Linked DNA regions of Mus musculus: region 2 is linked to region 1. A link is a contact called in public Hi-C data. All regions are on one chromosome and are shown on one strand. The core of a region is the stretch at or near the end of the contact, and the rest is flanking DNA. Distances in the headings are between cores, read along the strand shown.

Region 1 (5,307 bases), core at 1,896-4,395:
ACAGACTGAGGAAGGGAAGAGAGGCTGAGGGAAAGCAGAGGCAAGTTCACCCATTGCAAACGTTGTTATAGCATTTGGATTCTGAATCACAGAAAGGCAATGTGGAGTCACATTTTTAAAACAAATGTTCATTTTATCTTTAAAGTTCAACCATTTTGGCCACAGGCACATGGAGGACAATCAGGCACGGTCTCGCCTCCTCCTCCTCCTCCTCCTCCTCTTCCTCCTCCAGCCTCTGGAAACCTTTCTCCAGCCTGTTCACAGGCCCTTCTGCCCTGTAAGAGATAGCAGAGCCAAGCTAGAGGCCAGCAGCAGCTGTACAAACAAAGTGTATGCAGCGCTCTCATGCGGGTTTACGTGTGAAGCAATTCCTTCTCAACAATGGTTAGGAGGCAAACAGGCGCAGGCAGCCCAACATCTTGCAATTGCAATGATGGTCGACCTACAGCGTTTATACCAGCCAATCCTGAGGTGGAGAAACCCATTGTGGGGAGACAGAGGAAGCCCGGGGGGGGGGGGGGGTTGTGGGTAATAGCTCTTAGGCTTGGATTTCTCCTTTACAGATCTTGCCTTTCCCAGTGTAACATTTTAACTTTATGCTGTGTCACTTGATGGGGGAGGGGGATGGAGGAGTGCATGTATTGGCACATGTGGAAGTCAGAGTAGTCATTCCTCGGTCACCTTCCTTCTTTTCTTCCTTCCTTCCCTTACCTCTTTGTTTCTTTCTTTGTTTCTCTTTTTCTCTCCCTCTTCCTTTCCCTCTCCCCTGCCCTCTCTCTTTTGACAGAGTCTCATATTATCCCAGAACTCAAGAGTAGGCTAGAGTTGCGGCCAGCCAGTCCCCAGAGAGCCGTCCCTCTGTCTCCATCTCCCAGGCACTAGGATTTTAGTACCTGACGCCACAGCCAGATTTTTCACATCGATTCTGTGAATCAAACTCATATCCAGTCTTTGCCAGGCAAATCATCTCCCCAGCCTTTTATATTAATGATCACGCACATTTGGCATCCAAGGAAGGTTCAACACTAGCCTTAGGATCCTTGCCAGACTCCCTCTTCTTCATTCATTCTGCATAGGAACTCTGCAGAGTGGTATTCCCAACTTTGCTTGGGGAAATGCCTGACAGGGTAGAACGAGGCATGAGAGAAGGGTCAACTGAACTCCAGGGTGTTCTCCATTCTTCCCACAGCCTCCACTTCCTCATCTGTACATGGGGCAGGGCTTGCTGCTTCATTCACACACTGCTGCAGACAGCAGCCGAGTGAAATCCCGGCTCCCACAATGGGTGTTCTTATTAGCAGTCCAACATATGTCTCCCCAGAGAGAGGACGTTCACTCAGCTTACCACTGCATGCTTTAAGCCATACCTGCCCATTTCACCAGCCACAAATCAAAACCTACACATTTTTTACATTCATTCATTCATTCATTCATTCATTCATTCATTTGTTATCGTGTGTGTTGGTGTTGTGCATGCACCATGGCGTGTGTGCAGAAACGAGGAGACAACTAACAGGAATCAGTACTCTCTTTCCACCACGTGAGCTCTGGGGATTAAATTCAGGTTCTTAAGTCTTGAGGGCAAGGACCCTACCCACTGAACCATCTGGGTTCAAACCTACATTAAAAGAGGGGGGGGGGAGGGGGAGGGGGAGGGGGAGGGGGAGGGGGAGGGGGAGGGAGAGGGAGAGGGAGAGGGAGAGGGAGAGGGAGAGGGAGAGGGAGAGGGAGAGGGAGAGGGAGAACTCCCCAGGGAATGCTGCAGCATCCTCCAGTACCTCAGTGCCTTCCCAGATCTTCCACCTTAGGTTCTGCTGCAAAAAGCAACAGAAACTACCCGTGTGTTAAAAGAAGATTGGCTTAAAATGGCTACTGTGGTGGGAACAGTGTCTTAGGGAATGCAGCTTGGACTTGAGGTGCTTCTCAGCCATTCAGTATCCCTCAGTTGAGAATACCCAAGATACAATTTGCAAAACACATAAAACTCAAGAAGAAGGAAGACCAAAGTGTGGATACTTCCTTCCTCCTTAGAATGGGGAACAAAATACCCAATGGAAGGAGTTACGGAGACAAAGTTTGGAGCTGAGATGGAAGGACCATCCAGAGACTGCTCCACCTGGGGATCCATACCATAATCAGCTACCAAACACAGACACTATTACATATGACAGCAAGATTTTGCTAACATGACCCTGATATAGCTGTCTCTTGTGAGACTATGCCGGGGCCTAGCAAACACAGAAGTGGATGCTCACAGTCAGCTATTGGATGGATCGCAGGGACCCCAATGGAGGAGCTAGAGAAAGTACCCAAGGAGCTAAAGGGGTCTGCAACCCTATAGGTGGAACAACAATATGAACTAACCAGTACCCCCTGAGCTCGTGTCTCTAGCTGCATATGTAGCAGAGGATGGCCTAGTCGGCTATCATTGAGAGGAGAGGCCCTTGGTCGTGCAAAGATTGTATGCCCCAGTACAGGGGAACGCCAGGCCCAGGAAGTGGGAGTGAGTGGGTTGGTGAGCAGGGTGGGGGGAGGGAATAGGGAACTTTCAGGATAGCATTTGAAATGTAAATGAAGAAAATATCTAATTAAAAAAAATTGTGTATGTGTGTGAGTGTGTGCAAATGCTCCTGCACCCTCGTTAGTGTAGACAGACTCCTTAGAGCAGCGGTTCTCAACCTGTGGGTCACCATCCCTTTGGGGATCACATCTCAGCTATTTTCACTGTGGTTCATAACAGTAGCAAGATTGCAGTAGTGAAGTAGCAACAAAAGCAAAGGGACTCTATTGAAGGTTTGAAGCCTTAGGAAGGTCGAGAGCCACCTCAGAGCTACACTCATAAGCATTTGCGAATGGCCCAGTGTCAGTGCTCAGAACAGAGCTCTGGTCCTCTGGGAGAGCGCAAGCACTCTTAACCTCTGAGCCATTTCTCCAGCCCCGAAACCTACACTTCTTGGAAGAGATGATGGAGAGCCTCGACTTTCCAGAGCAACTGGTGCTGTGCAGAGATGAGCCTAAGGTATTTAAAGGGCAAGTCAGGCTTCCCGGCTGGTTCATTCATTAAACACCTAGGCCAGTGTGTGCGTCTGGTGAACTAACGGTGACTAAGGGCAAACAACATATTTGAATGTGCTGAGCTGCTGAATTTACACTGCCTTTAAACTCCTTCACACTCAACCACGTGCTCTAGTTACTCATTTAAAAGGCGGTAGCAGGGGTGAGGGGCAGAGAGTTGGGGGAGGTGTGCAATTACTGTGACACAGAAAGACCAAACCCCAGTCTTTGTCTGATGTCACCGAGAGTTGCAAATAATGACTGCTGGCAAGTGCCACTTGAGTTACTCCACACTTCAGGATCTTCTCACTAGCTTCTGGGACAGGATGACTCATCCACTTAAGACAAGCACAAAGCTCTAGTACAGCACACCAATGGCTACATCTGGAATGTTCTGCTTCGTTGAGGGGCTGGCTACCCTTTCCTTTCAGAGCTCAGGTACCACACCACACTCCTCATGGCCAACAGACAGATGGCCAGGGCCTCTGGGCTTGTCCCAGTGCAGAACCAATACACAGACCTTTCGGGCTTTACTAATTAACAAGGCCCCTGCCATAGCCAGCTTTTGCTTCCTTCCCGTCTCCCTTTTCTGCTGAATGAGGGCAAACAGCTGAGGCGTGGAGGCCTGGAGGCCAGGGGACAGAATGCTGGCTTGTCAGTTCCGTGCCACTGGCCACTCCACACTCCAGTGTGTTAAGGCTGCAGGAGCTGGGCTAAGAGGTGCCCCATTCCCACCCCCACCCCAGCTCAGCTTACCTGCTGGAAGGCTGCTCTCTCTCCACAACACAAATGTATAGTTGTTCTCCTTGGCCCAATGACAGCCTGGACCAGTGATAATAAATTCCTTGCTCACGCTAAGATGTAGGAAGTCACACCCCTTATACTGTCTTCAGGCTCCCCCACTCACCCAAATGATGGTGAGCTATTTAGTAATTTTAAAAAGCCTGTATTAGGCCGGGCAGGTGGTGGCACCCTCCTTTAATCCCAGCACTCAGGAGACAGAGGCGGGCAGATCTCTGTCTACAGAATGAGTTCCAGGACAGCCAAGGCTACACAGAGAAACCTTGTCTTGGAGAATGAAAAGACTCCCTCCAGTCCTTTTCTAGTTCTCTGTAGATTTTACTGTCAGAAGTTTGTGGTGGTTTGAGCTCTCATGAGCATAAGAATCATCCGGTGAATGCTCACTCTGTCTCAAGGTCTAGAGTGAGGCCTGGACGCTGTCTCTAACAAGTCCAGGGTCAGGCTAGTGACGCCCATGTCACTGGCCTCTCCTGCACTCTATCTGATCCGGGACCCGCTTTGGCCTGAGATCACCTGGTCAAGTCCTTTATGCTTGCGAAGTCCCAGATGTTACAAGGGAGAGTTGATTCCAAGGCCAAGATCCCTGAGCCTCTTCTGAAGTTTCCTTGTGTCAGCTGTGGCCTCCAGACCAGACCCTGCTAGTCTTTTTATGATGACTCTGGGTAGGTCTTGAACTCACATCAGCTTCCTTTGTAGCATACAAGGCCAGCCAGTCCAGCTGGTTTCTGTGTCCTTTCTGTTCTAATAGTCTAAGGGCCTGGAAGGAACTTGAGGAAAGCAGGCAGTACTAGGCAATCACAGAGCTGGACTTGACCTTCTAGGACACTCACATGGCATTTCCACCTGCCGCCAGGTCTCAGAGTCCTCGCCACAACACCTAGAGCAGAAGACAGCATGCAGCTTCTTGATGCTACAATATAATGCTATAATGAAGTCACCAGCTCATTGTCTTCTTCTTCTTACTAATTCGTTATCCCTCAGGCTAAATAGACAAAGCTTCCAGAAAACTGTATTCAAATTCTGTGTGCTTGTTGCCCAAGTGGTCGTTTCCCCACATACAGAACCACTGAAAAATACTTCTTGCTATCTCTTTATCTAACTTAATTATTCCAGGTTTTTTGTTTTTGTTTTTTTTTTTTTTAATAGTAACTCATGATTACGTAGCTTAAAAATGTAAGTGGTCTCCTGGAGCAGGCAGGATGGCTCAGTGGGTAGAAGCTCTGACAAACTGAGTTCAATCCTGGAACCTACGCAAACAGGGAAGGAGGGAAGCAGCGCCACAAGGCTGACCTCTGACCTCCACGCACACAACATGACACCTCACACATCACAATCACATGTTACACACAATGATAAATGTATATATGCAGGAAGCAGGAAAATAAAACAGAGGTTGGACTCCCAGCTGAGATTAGCTTGGTCACTGACAGACCACAGGACCTTATGGAGAGT
Region 2 (5,307 bases), core at 1,167-3,666, 140 kb after region 1:
CTCAGCAGTTTTCCCCTCCTACAGGGGTTTTCCGGCTGAGGGTCCTCATCCAGCCCACTGCTGCCACAGAACTCCGGGAGGTCACCTCAGCATCTGGCTGGGGTGATCCAAGTCTCTCCACTCCCGGCCACCTCCACCCGGTCCTCACACTTGTTTGGAGCTCAGCTAGGCTCGGAGGCTGCACCTCTCTCTCCATCTATCTTCCCCAGCTAAGGCCCTAGGCCCGGAGGCTGCACCTCTCTCTCCATCTACCCCAGCTAAGGCCCCACCTGGGTTCTGCATGTCTAGCTTATGCCATTACTAAAACAGGAGGCTCTCAGAAGGGAGACTGTCACTTTGAGGCCACATACAGAAGCATAGAAAGAATGTGTGTGGAGTCTGAACATCCATCAACTCTTTCGGTGCAAACATCTGTTTGAAAGGAGACAGGAGCAGACACACTGTTTGCATCTCCTCTGTCCCTATTCCTCTGCCATAAAGGACCTGGGTTGGGAGATAGCTGGTAAACATCACTGGAGGCCACAAATCCGAGACTCAGAATCAGCAAGGGTAGCTTGTTCTAAGGCCTCTTGCTGTGGCTTAAAGTTGGCTTATTTTCCCTGTTTCTTTCCATAGAGTCTCTCTTTCTTTTTCTCTTTCTCTCTCCCTCTCTATCTCTCTATCCCTGTGTGTGTGCTTGTGTGTGCCTTTAGACAAAAGTCTCTCTCTCTCTCTCTCTCTCTCTCTCTCTCTCTCTCTGTGTGTGTGTGGGGGGGGGGGCTCACACGAGAGTTGTCCCCTAATCTCTTTTTAAAAGGTCATCAGGCTTGTTGAATTAGAGCCCACGCATATGACTTCATTTCGTCAGTAATGACCTCTTTAAAGGACTATGTGCAGTCGCATTCCAAGACACCAGGGTCAGGACTTGGTCGGTAAAAGGTGGAAGGGCACATACCATAATACCTGAGGACTGACATCATTTCTACAGACTGGAATTTAGAAATGAAATATGAAGGGGCTTCGGGTTGTTACCACTGTACCAAAGAGTTACAAACACTCAAATCCCTTTAAATCCCAGCTAAGTTTTAACAGCAGCAGCAGCAGCAACAATAACAACAACAACAACAACAGCATTTCTGTATGCACAGAGGTCTGCCTGTGGGGTTTACTGTAATATCTGTGTCCATGATGCTCTAGGCATCTGCATAAGGTGTTGCATAGAAGGGGATTTTTTTTCCTGAACACAGCAATAGTTCTTTAATGCAATTCTGTTTTGCTCTGCATCGATGTTTTGCCTGCACATATGTCTGTGTGAGAACATCAGATTCCACCTAGAACTAGAGTTTTAGACAGCTGAGAGCTGCCATGTGGGTGCTAGGAATTAAACTTCGGTCCGCTGGAAGAGCAGCCAGTGCTCTCTGAGCCATCTCTCCAGCCCCATGGCATTTTTAAAAAAAGCAGCATTTTATTAAGTTCTTGGATTATAGAGATGGTTCAGCTGTTAGGAGAACATACTGCTCTTGCAGAGGACTTGAGTTTGGTCGTTCAGAACCCATACCGAGTGTAACTTCAGCTCCTCCAGGCCAGACCTCCCCCCTACACACACACTCTCACACACATACACAGAGAAACACTCACACACACACACATACACAGAGAGAGAGAGACTCACACACACACACACACACACACACACATACAGAAAGAGAGAGACTCACACACACTCACACACACACACACACAGAGAGAGAGAGACTCACACACACAATACACTGATTTTAAGAAATGAAATGGTACTTCACAGATGGCTACTTACTATCATAAGATAGTTCTTTTTTAAAGGTATCTCTTTGGTTCTGTGGCTGCTTGTTTTGAGACAGCTTTGCTCTCCAGTCCACTATGGGTCCTCCTGACTCTGCCTCCCAGACACTGGGATGACAGGTGTATGCTCTTGGAAGCATCTCTTAAACTATAATCCACAAAGCTCAGGGTGGCACTTTGTATTGTTTTCACACAGCCCAGAGCCTTTCCAAGCGTCTCATTTTCCCTGCTATTAACAGCTTCTGTTATGCTAAGGCTGGTTGAAACTTTGGAGCAAAGGAAAGCGACCAAGTGCTGGTGGAGAGCTGGGTCCTCCCTCACAGAGCTGAAAGCAGGGATGGAGAGAGCAGAGTGAGGAGGGGGGACTGGACAAGGGGAAAGAGGACAGACTGCTTCTCTCACTGTGTGCCCTCTCCACCCTCAGTCATGCCAGGGTGCGGCTGCCTGGCCTGGGTAGGAAGCCATGCCCCTTGGTGTCCCTGGAAGTCCCCCCTCAGGGTGAACTGCCTGCAACACTACACTGCTTCGTCACCTGGACCCTGAGAGTCCCTGACCCCTCTCCTGACCCTTTGACATCAGTCAGACTTCCTCCTCATGTAACAGGAACCAGGAGTCTGAGACCAGTGACGCCTCAGTGACTCATGGCCTGCTCCCTAAAGAAGTTCCGGGCAGCTCACACTAGAGGTAGATAGTCCCACGGTGCTGGGACAAGCAGGACAGCTACTCCTTGCTGTTTTGACTTCCTGCTTCTTTTCCATAGCAGGCCTCCTGAATAATGGGCACATCTAAGGCTAGGCCAGAGCCAGCCTGGTGACTTGCCTGGGTCTCAGGCTCCTGTCCTTGCATGTCACCCTAGGAGCTTCCAGAATCCTAGAACCATGTGGCCAGTGAAGAAGGCTTCCTGTCCCACCTGTGTGAGACAGCCAGCCAGTCTCTTTTCCCTTCCAGTTCTCCAACTCCACAGCTCTCCAAGCCCTTGACACAGATGACATAAATACAGGCAAAGGGTGCTGCACTGTTTAAAGCTGCCTGGCTGGCCTAGATATGACCTCTGATCTTCCATCTCCAGCCCTGATTGACAGCCATCTCAGGATATGATGGGGAGTGGAGGTGGGCTTTGTGAAAGACCCCTGTTCTGTACCTGTGCCTCCGGACAAAGATAATACATTCAGAGACAGATTCAGGTCTCTAACAAGGAAAATAGTTACTAGACATAAAGAAATCTTTGTCAACTAGATGGGTTAGTAAGTGGACTGGCTCTTGTCCCTTATTATCAAATCGGGTCAGCACTTCATGGTCAAGCCAGTGTGGATCCAGGCAGGCTCAGTTAACTCTTCTGACCATTCTATACAGCCTTGACCCCTTGGGAGAGTCAGCCGTTGTGTGGTGGCACCACCTGGTGGTAATGTATGGAGTAACTCCTCCAGGGACTTGAGTTTCTGAAGACACTGTTAAACTGCTTTAAACCTGTGCAGGCCCTGTATGTACTGCCATAGTTTCTGTGAGTTCATATGTGTTTCAGCAGACAGGTTCATAGCACTGAAATGGGGAAGTGGACATGAGCTTCCCTTCCTAACAAAGAGGTTATTTCCAATGAACAACAGGAAAAAATGAATTTCTCCAATTTAGTCTCACTGAGTATATTAACTACAGCTAATAACAGACTCTGTTAGTGTCCAGCAGTGATGACCAACAGGAAATGAACTCAACAGCATTATTATAGGCTTTTTTGGTTCATATTTCTTAATTTGGGCCTGTTTGTGTGTGCACACGTGTGTGCACATGTTTATGTGTACGTGTTACTGCTTGCATACTACATTTTTTTCAGTTTTGTCTTTTTATTGTGTATGATTCTGTTTCTGTGCATATATATATGCATACATATGTGTATATATATATATATATATATATATATATATATTTGTGTGTGTGTGTGTGTGTGTGTGTGTGTGTATTTTAGTTTTTTCAAGACAGGGTTTCTCTGTATAGCCCTGGCTGTCCTGGAACTCACTCTGTAGACCAGGCTGACCTCTAACTCAGAAATCCGCCTACCTCTGCCTCCCAAGTGCTGGGATTAAAGGCATGTGCCACCACTGCTCAGCTTATTTGTTCTTTTTTCTTTTTATGTGTATTTGTTTTATAAAAACAAAGATAATGAAGGCTCGGAGATGGAGGAGTGGGGAGTGAAGGAGGATGCGGGGGGGGGGGGAGGTGCTGGGGGAGGGGGAGATGCTGGGGGAGGGGGAGATGCTGGAGGGGAAACCATGAGCAGAACAAATTGTGAGTTTTCAATGAACAAATACAACTTTAAAAGAAAAGAAATTTCAAATGAAAGGCTTTCATCTCCGTAAACACTGAAGCGCCTTGGTACCTTCCACAAATGTGTTATGGAGTGAACACTAGACTTAAGACGAAAAGATTTGGGCTCAAATCCCATTTTGATGGCCTGTTGTTATTTACAGGACTTAGGAAAGGTATCTTAGCCCAGCATCTCAGCCCCCGGTCGGCTTGTGTGCAGTAAAAATAACCACAGCTCTCTTGTGGGACTCTTGCCGTCTCACACACACTGACAAGCACAATACCTGATCTCTGACACAAGCTTGGCTGTCCTAGATCCCCACACCTTGGTGACTAGCCCCTGCAGCAGGCTCAGTGGTCCCCTCTTCCCTAAGTGGGATGTGTGAGTTTTGGTCCCTCCCGGGCAGGGGTGAGGTCAAGATGGAGAGTGGGTCTTCAGAGCTTGGAGCCTTCTGACCTCAGCCGTCGTGGTGCTCCACCTCCTCCAGCATGGGTTACAATGAGCAGTCAGCCTAGGGTCTGTTTATCTCTGCTAACCTCATCCCAGGGATCCTGGCCACAACGTGACCCCTGAGCCTCATGTTCCTCTCTGCAGAGCAGCCTGGTACTACCTGGTAAAACTCCAAGCTGGGTATGGAATGGAGCAATGGCTTAGTAATTAAGAACACTTGTTGCTCGTCTAGAGGGCCTGGGTATAATTCTCAGGACTGAAATGGTGGCTCACAAGCCTCGATGACTCCAACTCCCCCAGTGTCTGACATCCTTTTTTGGCACCTATTGGCAACCTCAAACTTTATGTGTCCAGTAAATATAAATTTAAAATTTTTAATTTAATTTAATTTTATCTTATTATTTTGAGATATGGTCTCACATATGCCCATGCTGACCTTAAATTTACTGTGTTCCGCTTAGGCTAACCTTGACCTTCTGATCCTCCTGATTCTACCTCTAGAATGCCTGTATTGCAAGTATGAACCATTATGCTGGGCTTATTCAAGAGTGGGGATTGGTCCTGGGCAAGGTGGCACACACCTTTAATCCCAGCACTAGAGGGGACTAGGCAGACAGATCTCTGAGTTTGAGGCTAACCTGGACTACAGAGTAAGTTCCAGGAGACCCAGGGTTACACAGAGAAACCCTGTCTCGAAAAACTAAAACAAAACAACAGCAAAAAGCCTGATGGATGTACCCAGGGTTTAACAAGCTGGA

What was found. Hi-C and Micro-C count contacts between places; a contact is called where the count stands out from the background.
Region 2: a contact with region 1 is called in a Hi-C map of bone marrow-derived macrophages, with 40 read pairs. The contact joins two enhancer-like sites. A contact is called at or near these places in 3 of 39 promoter capture datasets (the 3T3-L1 cell line, the C10 cell line and hippocampal neurons), 1 of 15 datasets of contacts at CTCF or cohesin (hippocampal excitatory neurons), 29 of 484 Hi-C or Micro-C datasets (the 3T3-L1 cell line, 3T3-L1-derived adipocytes, the AML12 cell line and 19 more) and 2 of 115 datasets of contacts at active chromatin or transcription factors (cardiomyocytes and embryonic stem cells).

What each region holds. Positions count from the first base shown.
Region 1 is chr9:71,660,401-71,665,707 of GRCm38.p6, forward strand. The region is part of intron 8 of Cgnl1 (cingulin-like 1); the gene reads right to left. Among named protein-coding and RNA genes, the nearest start is that of Myzap, 71 kb to the left of the region's middle. Within about 2 kb of position 3,146, at least 78 of the 459 cell types and tissues checked have an H3K27ac peak or open chromatin away from gene starts, as enhancers often do. A contact at or near this core is called in the AML12 cell line, bone marrow-derived macrophages, embryonic fibroblasts and 1 more, where this site is marked.
Region 2 is chr9:71,803,430-71,808,736 of GRCm38.p6, forward strand. It overlaps a transcript of Cgnl1 not described here. Among named protein-coding and RNA genes, the nearest start is that of Cgnl1, 34 kb to the left of the region's middle. Within about 2 kb of position 2,417, at least 55 of the 459 cell types and tissues checked have an H3K27ac peak or open chromatin away from gene starts, as enhancers often do. A contact at or near this core is called in the AML12 cell line, bone marrow-derived macrophages, embryonic fibroblasts and 1 more, where this site is marked.